Linked DNA regions of Callithrix jacchus: region 2 is linked to region 1. Evidence: chromatin contacts called from public Hi-C data. All regions are on one chromosome and are shown on one strand. Each heading gives the region's core, a stretch centred on a gene start, on an enhancer-like site or on the middle of the called end of the contact. The rest is flanking DNA. Distances are from core to core; before and after follow the strand shown. Region 1 overlaps AOPEP (aminopeptidase O (putative)). Region 2 overlaps AOPEP (aminopeptidase O (putative)).

Region 1 (3,863 bases), core at 983-3,482:
GTGGCTTGACCTGGCACATCACCCTGGTTAGGCAATGCTGATGCCTACCAGCCCAGGGCGTCTTACTGTTTCGTTTGTTATGGTGCCAGTTACAACCCTTAAGCAACTGTGGAGAAGAACTAACGAATAATCACGCTGTGAGTATTCACGAGGGTGGCACTCACTTAGAAAACCAAAAGATGTAGACTCAGTATCTACAAAATCCTGACAGAAAGCTGGAGTTTGCTGAAAGACCCAAGCAGTGGAGAAGGAGGCCAAGGGAAGAGCACCCAAAATAGGAGCTCTCCTTTTTGTGTATGTATTTTATTTATTGTGCAGATGTATGTATACTATACATTTAAATCTGTAATATATACATTCTATATAGTATGTCTATATGCACTTATAAATGCACATGTTCCTGTATATACATATTCCTATAAAAACATTGTTAGGCATCTTTAATTTGTGATACAAAGGTGTTCCAAAGTAATCATAACATATAGAATAGTTTGGACAGGAATTTCTGAAATAAGCAATCGTGGTTAGAGAAAGAAACAATTTTGAGGTAGGAAAAGTAGCAGGGGCTACTGTGGGACTGAGGAAAGAAAGACTATATGTTAAATAAAAGCATGTATCAATTTGTTATTTCCAAATGCTTCATACTGTTTGTCTAGCCTATAGTGGAGAGGTTGAAAAAGTAAAATGGACGGTTTTAATAGGAAGAATTTAAGTGCCTGTTTTAATTTTCAGTAAAAACAGTAACTCTTTAATATAAGAAGCTCCATGTGATGCTTAACTTTGCAGAGCTATGATCTGCCTTTGCCTCTGCACAAGCAGAGTGGTTATGTGGGTGTGGTTATAGCTGTGCCTTTAATTATATTGAGTGGGTTTATCTAAGACTCACCTAAGAGGACATTGACTTTCCATAAATTTTGTATTGAATTTACTATTGGTAGGCATGACTGATGTGTAAAAATGGCTACCGTATCTTGATTTTTCTTCTGTTAATATATTTTATGAAAAACGATTATCTCAATTAGCTAAGTTTCTCACAGGTTTAGTTTAAAAAGTTCTCTCTCCTTTCATGAACTGACTACTCCTTCGTGTTCTTCCTTTTTCCCTCCTCACTGAGAATGTCTCTTCCCTTCCGTGGAAGATAGAATCTTCAAAACTTCATATGACAGTTTTTAGAATAGTCAGTGAAAAAATAATTAACTGTTTTAACACTCTTTATGATACTTAGTTTCAAAACTATATTTTATTTTTTTTTAATTTTTAATTTTGGATACAGAGTCTTTCACTTCGTCACCCAGGCTGGAGTGCAGTGGCACGATCTCGGCTCACTGCCACCTCTGCCTCTTGGGTTTAAGTGATTCTCCTGCCCCAGCCTCCCGAGTTGCTGTTATTACAGGTGCCTGCCACCACATCTGGCTAATTTTTGTATTTTTAGTAGAGGCAGAGTTTCACCATATTAGCCAGGCTGGTCTTGAACTCTGGATCTCAGGTGATCCATTTGCCTTGGCCTCTCAAAGTGCTGGGATTAGAGGCGTGAGTCACTGTACCCAGCCCAAAACTAAATTTTAAACTGTGTCTTGTGATTTGAAAATTAATCCATTTAAAGTTCTTTTTTACTTGCAAAAAGCACAGTCATCTTTAAGGAAAATTTCAGTGCTGTTACGGAGATGAAGATGTCTGTTTGGATCTTGTAACAGCTGTTATTGTCAATATGTCATGTGATACGTGTATCTTACTAGTGAGACAATTGAAGTATGAGAGGTTTTCCCTCTAAATATAGTCTAATAGGAGAAAGTAAGGAAGTCTGAAGTGCAGCTTTACAGAATCTGTCCAGAAGGAAGGGCAAGTTGGGTGGCAGCTTGTGCTGCAGTTAGGGAGTGCTGTTTTCCTCTGCGTCCCTTCCTACCACCCCTCTTTATTAGTCTTGCTATCGAATCCCAGCCTGGCTGTGAAATCATCCAGTGGCATGATAGGTTTCTGGCCTCTGCAGAGGAAAAACTCTGGGTTAATTCAAGTACAACGTGTTCTCTTGTTTTGCAGTTGGTGTAGCAAAGGGAGTCTAGTGCAAGTGGATTGAATCAAAAGGAAAATGAAGGCATTCACTGTCGGTTTCATCAAGGATGGCTCATTTAAAGCAAACACCATTTAAATAGTCTCCAAATGGCCCATTCTATATGAAGTCATACAGGATGCCCCCTTTAGGTTGTCGTTCTCCTTTAAATGGATTGCTTTGTGTGGACTGTGTTTTAATGCCATCCAACCTTAAACCCCATATGTGGGCCTCATCAGGTCTTTGTTTTCAGTACACATATGGCAGCCATACCTTCAGCATTCTTTGCCTCTGCCTTCAGAAAATCAGCCTGAGCATCAAGGGTAGGCAGCTGTAAAGCTGAGAGCTTGCAAATGATGAAGACTACAACAAATACAGATGACAAGAGCTAACATTTCTTGAACACTTACTTTGTGCCAGTTGTTATGCCTACTGATCACTTTATAGATTCTCTAATTTAATCCTAACTTAATCCTCACAACAAGATACTATGATCATTCTCTTATTATACATGAGGAAACGGATGCATTGGAGAAATTAAGTGATGTGTGCTCAAACTGGTAAATATGGAGCAGGGAATTGAACACCAGCTGTCAGATTTCAGAGGTGGGACTCAATCAATGGACATATCCCAAAGCAGTAAATTTTCATTAATTCTCTTGAAAGATAGGCTTATTCCAATCAATAGACAATCCTGAAATTATTTATCTTTGTCTTGGGAATGCATGCTCTGCTTTCTGGAGCAGTATTTCCACCTTATTCTTTGCTTTTTTTGTAGGCTGATTGGAAGATAAGGTTAGGTGTTGTTCCCTGTGGTGGTGGGCAGTCTTCATGCAAGATTGGGCATGTTGGAATAAACTATATTTTATAAAAATAAACTATTTTTTTCTCACAAATAAGATAAAATTTTAATTTGTAAAATGATCATAGAGAAAAGTGTAGTTAATGTTGAATCACTTATAAAAGTAAACTTTAGAGAGTCTATAAAAAATGTGGTTAGTCAGCTTTTGCTTTGTGAAATTCTTCATTCTAATTCATTTTAAAGTGCACAGAAAAATGACAGCTGCCCTTCAGGAGAATCGGAGTTTCAATGTTGTACTGTACCACATTCTTTGTCTTCTCTTTTTAGTTCTCATTTTCATTTTTGATCACAATCAAGGAGTGTAATTATCTAAAGATACTTTTCTTCCAAATGAGGATGCTAGAAACGTCCTCATAGCGAGGAACTAATGAAAACCTTCTCCAGCACGAGCAGCACTCGGTGATCTCAGCATGGGCTCCAGCATTCAACCAGGATCCAGGCAGGAAGCCCAGGGCCAGACTCTAGAGAAGCTTCTCAGAAGAGTTCGACCAGGGTCTCTGGGAATTGGTTTTCTGGCTGGTTCTTATTTGGCCCAGCCAATTGATCTGCCCCGATTTGACTGTTACTTGGTAGCCAAGAAAAGTTTTTGCTTTTAAAAGCTTGATGTCTGAGTCAATCAAACAGTTGATTCCAAATTAGCTCCACTAAGTAGAGGAACTTTAGGAATCTAAGAAAGTAAAACAAACAAACAAACTTGTGTGCTGTGTAGGAGGAAATCATCTTGAGCACTTAAAATATGAGTTTGGGTGATATTTTTTAAAAATTATTTTATTTCCATTATTGAATGTTAGAGAAGACTTCAAGGAATCAATGACAGTTTTAAAATATTTTTATTGGACTCACTTCAGGTTCTGTTATCACTATTGCTCTCTCACTCCTAAACTCTGGGTCATTTAAGGTTTTTGACTGCTTAATTGCTAGTCTCCATTTTTCTCCCCTTCCACATCTTCCTGT
Region 2 (3,755 bases), core at 503-3,002, 360 kb after region 1:
TGTTGCGCATTTTTATTTAAAAGAAACTAACTTGAAATTCTTACAGACAAATTCATTATCTATGCAAGCAAATAATTTGGCAGGACCATTGTTCAAGACAGGAGAGGCAGGTTATTTCGTGGCTTTGAACTTAGGCATGTCAGTTAATCTCCTGCTGCCCAGTCTCACTGTAAATAATAACAGTTATTAAGAGGTCACTGGATAAGCACAGAAAATATCAAAGTTTCTATGAATTCATAATGAAAAAAATAAAACAAGAGAAAAGCAAACTATATGTCTTAAAGAAATGTGATTCACCTAAGTTTGCCAGAGCAATTTTCAAAGTTTTGTATGACACCATCCTTGTTGAATAAGAGTGTTTAAGATCAAATAGCACTGCTACGTGCCCACAGGCAGACAGACAAAAACGAGCACGGCAATGCACTGATAGGATAAATTTGAAAATGGTAAAATCGAATTTCTTTTTTCTAAATGGTGAAACCATCCCAGAGCCATCCTATAGGTTTGATGCTAGTAGAGAATCATTCAATACTAATTATAGGGATTTCCAAACAGCAAAGAAAACGATGATCAGATGTGTAGAGTAGGGTTACATGAAAACCACTGGAGGAGCAAGGAAGACAGCTCTAGCTCAGTTTGTCAGAAGAGGGTGAGAGCTTGGAAACACTTTTCTTCTGTGCAGTGTTTTCTAGCAAAATAGTTCAATCCAGTGTTTTAAATGTCTGCTGGCTGTGTAGAATCTGCTTGTTCTTCCCCATACAGATGGACTCTCCTCTTAGATTTCTTTCTTTCTAAATATTTCAGACCCTTGGCTACTTTAAACCTGCTTCCACAACAGGTGGAAGGAGGTAACAGGCCAGGAGGCAGGGGAACCTGCAGAAACAGCAACGGCAGAGATTTTGATTTGCTCCGTCTCATCTGCACCCCTCATCAATGGCTTTTAAAATCAGATTCTTTATACTTTCTGAGCACATAATTTCAGGGTCAGTGAGTCCCCTCATGAGGACTGGTGTATGCACAAGTCAGACATGTGTCCCAGTGACATCAAATCACATTTTAAGCTGCTTTTCTTATCAAGAGAATCTTCCAAATAGAATTAAGTGTTTAATACATGCTTCTTTGGAAGCCGTATCTTCCCCCCTAAATCTGCAGCATCCTATGAGTGATGAAGCAGACATCTAGCTTCTGCGAATCCTGTCTTATTTGTAATGTGGGGCACTCTAGTAACACATCACAGGTCATTCTGTAACCCAGGGCTCTGGAGCCCCATGACTGGGGCCATTATCTTTTCTATAAAAGTGGGAAAAAAATAAACCTTTTTGGGGTTCCATCTGTTTATTTTTCTCCATCCTATCAAAATCTGTTCCTTCTCAAGCTCTCTCTTCTTCATCTGGCCTAATGATTTTCACGGGCAAATCACTTCAACTCGAGGGAGCTACGTCAGCAGGAGGCCTTCAATAATATGTGTCTTGTCCTTCCCTCCAACTCCCCCAGTTTTTTCACTGAATGCCACAGCAGGTGATGATAGAGAGCTCTGGGTTCTGCTTTCCTTCTTGTATAGACCAGATTGTTCTGCTGGGTGTACTTCCCCTTGGTTTAATGCGAGTTTCCCCTCTCATCTCCCTGCACTGCTACCCAGAACTGCATTATCTCACCCTCCACCTAGAAAGACAGCCCATCTTCAGCCCTCAAAACATAAGGGAAGAGAGTCAGCAGGGAATCAATACACAATAACCATGGTCTCTGCGCCTGTTTTGGAGGAAAGGCAAGGGAAAGGCCAACTTGTTACTCTGCACCATGTACTGTGCAAATTACACAGGATCTCGTGCTTGGCCCTTGATGTTTACGTAAGCTGTTATTTTCATACCAACTCACCACTGATTATTACAAGCCACTTGCCACTTGAAAGAGGCCTGAGAACACAGAACAGAATTCTCAAGAAGAAGCGTTTCTTTTTTTCTGTCATTTGCTTAGTGTGTGTGTGTGTGTGTGTGTGTGTGTGTGTGTGTGAGAGAGAGAGAGAGAGAGAGAGAGAGAGAGAGAGAGAGAGAAAACAAACCAAAAAGGGAAATTAGACTATGATTTAAGGTAATTCACAGACAAAAGTAAATCCCTTTTAGAAAAAATAAAAAGTGAACGAACAGAAAAAATTATCAGGTAGTACTTTCCATCTATCACCTTTCATAGGTATATTCTCCATAAAAATAAAGAAGGAAATAGCAGATGAGAAAGAAGCTGAAGTTCATTAAGCCTGGAACAGACTCTTTCCTGGTGTTTCCAAGTACTTGCATGTAGTTTAAATATTTACTTAGGAAATGGGTCATTTAAAGAATAAGCTGATGGGCAGCTTCCCCTCCAGGTTACCCAGCAGCCAGACAATCCCCTCCCATTGTGTAGCTGTTTCTGAGCCACTATTCTCTCCACAGTGGAGTTGTTAATATGTGCATATTCACCACAAAATAACTTTTTTCTTAAAAAGAAGATTCTCCATAAAGTCATTTCACCAGTGAACTCCTCTGTTGAGCTGAAAGAATGATTTGGCTTAAACAAAATCTATTTACACAAAACCTTCACATCTATCATGTACAATGAGGCACCTTTATAAATATGTATTTTTTTATTATGCCACTTGCTTCTTTTCTACTTTAAAAATACTAAACATAAGACTCTATCCCTTTTACATTTTCAGATCTATTTTGTTTTAAAATATTCAGGTTTAACAAATTTGAGTTTGGAAAAATTATTCTTTCTTTTTAATCTTTACCAGATGTTGTTTATACACAAACAATTTTTTCAGCATTCCATAATGCAATTATTGTTTAATTAGTGATAAATCTGTCATTCCTGGGCTTAAGAACTTAGCAAGTACCAAATGTATTTTTGCATCTTAAATTTACATGTGTTCTCCTCCGTGTTCAGACACAGAAATGGGAGGTACAGAGGTACCCAGTACCTGCTTTCCGATTCCTTACCCTGACCTGAAGTCCTTCCAGACTCACCCAGTGGCCTCTATCCAATTAGCCAGAGGTAGCCTAGGCCAGAAAAAAAGCTCCTAATTCCCCTGCTGCTTCACAGCACAGTCTCTGAGTGGCAATGACCCCTAGGTCCACCCTGCTTTGTTTTTGGGTTCCTCCTTTCTCCCTTCATCTCTGGTCACAAGGTCTGCATCCCTAACTGCAATTCCAACTGCAATTCCATTGCAAGGAAACTTGCAGTGTGGGCCTCTCTCCACAGAGCTGATGCTGGAGGATCTGGTGCCCCCCTGAGGCTAATGCTGGAAAGTGCAACTCCAGCCCAAGATGCCGACCCTTAAAGCTTTTAGCCACACACATCAGCCAGCACTACTACTGGACCACTGCTAAATTATCTACTTCAGCTATTGTTCAGTTACATGCACAACATTAAAGCGCTCAAAAGGAAATGCCGAAAAGACTGAAAAAGCAGGAAAAGAAAACCCTGGCATGTTAGTGAAAACCTACTTAAGCACAGAAAACTGATTATCATCATCCTGGATATGGAGTGAATTCTTCAGTAAAATATTTTACCAAGGAGGAGTAAATTGGGAGTTTGTGTAAAGGAAGTTTCTTTTATCTTTCTGAAATGCTGCAATTGCTACCTGGAGAATGGGGGTGGGGGGAGAAACATGTCCTATCCCATATCAAAAAGGATACTGAGGTATCTAGATGCTTCTTATTCCTAAGTTCTTAGATAAAGAAATCCTTTGCATTGAGCTATAAAGATTTTTAGGTAGGAGA

Evidence for each region. Hi-C and Micro-C count contacts between places; a contact is called where the count stands out from the background.
Region 2: a contact with region 1 is called in a Hi-C map of skeletal muscle, with 20 times the contacts expected there. The contact joins two enhancer-like sites. A contact is called at or near these places in 3 of 3 Hi-C or Micro-C datasets (induced pluripotent stem cells and skeletal muscle).

What each region holds. Positions count from the first base shown.
Region 1 is chr1:78,140,994-78,144,856 of calJac240_pri, forward strand. The region is part of intron 3 of AOPEP (aminopeptidase O (putative)); the gene reads left to right. Among named protein-coding and RNA genes, the nearest start is that of AOPEP, 65 kb to the left of the region's middle. Within about 2 kb of position 2,233, at least 2 of the 16 cell types and tissues checked have an H3K27ac peak or open chromatin away from gene starts, as enhancers often do.
Region 2 is chr1:78,506,354-78,510,108 of calJac240_pri, forward strand. The region is part of intron 15 of AOPEP (aminopeptidase O (putative)); the gene reads left to right. All of the region lies in intron 9 of FANCC (FA complementation group C), which reads right to left. Among named protein-coding and RNA genes, the nearest start is that of FANCC, 180 kb to the right of the region's middle. Within about 2 kb of position 1,753, at least 3 of the 16 cell types and tissues checked have an H3K27ac peak or open chromatin away from gene starts, as enhancers often do.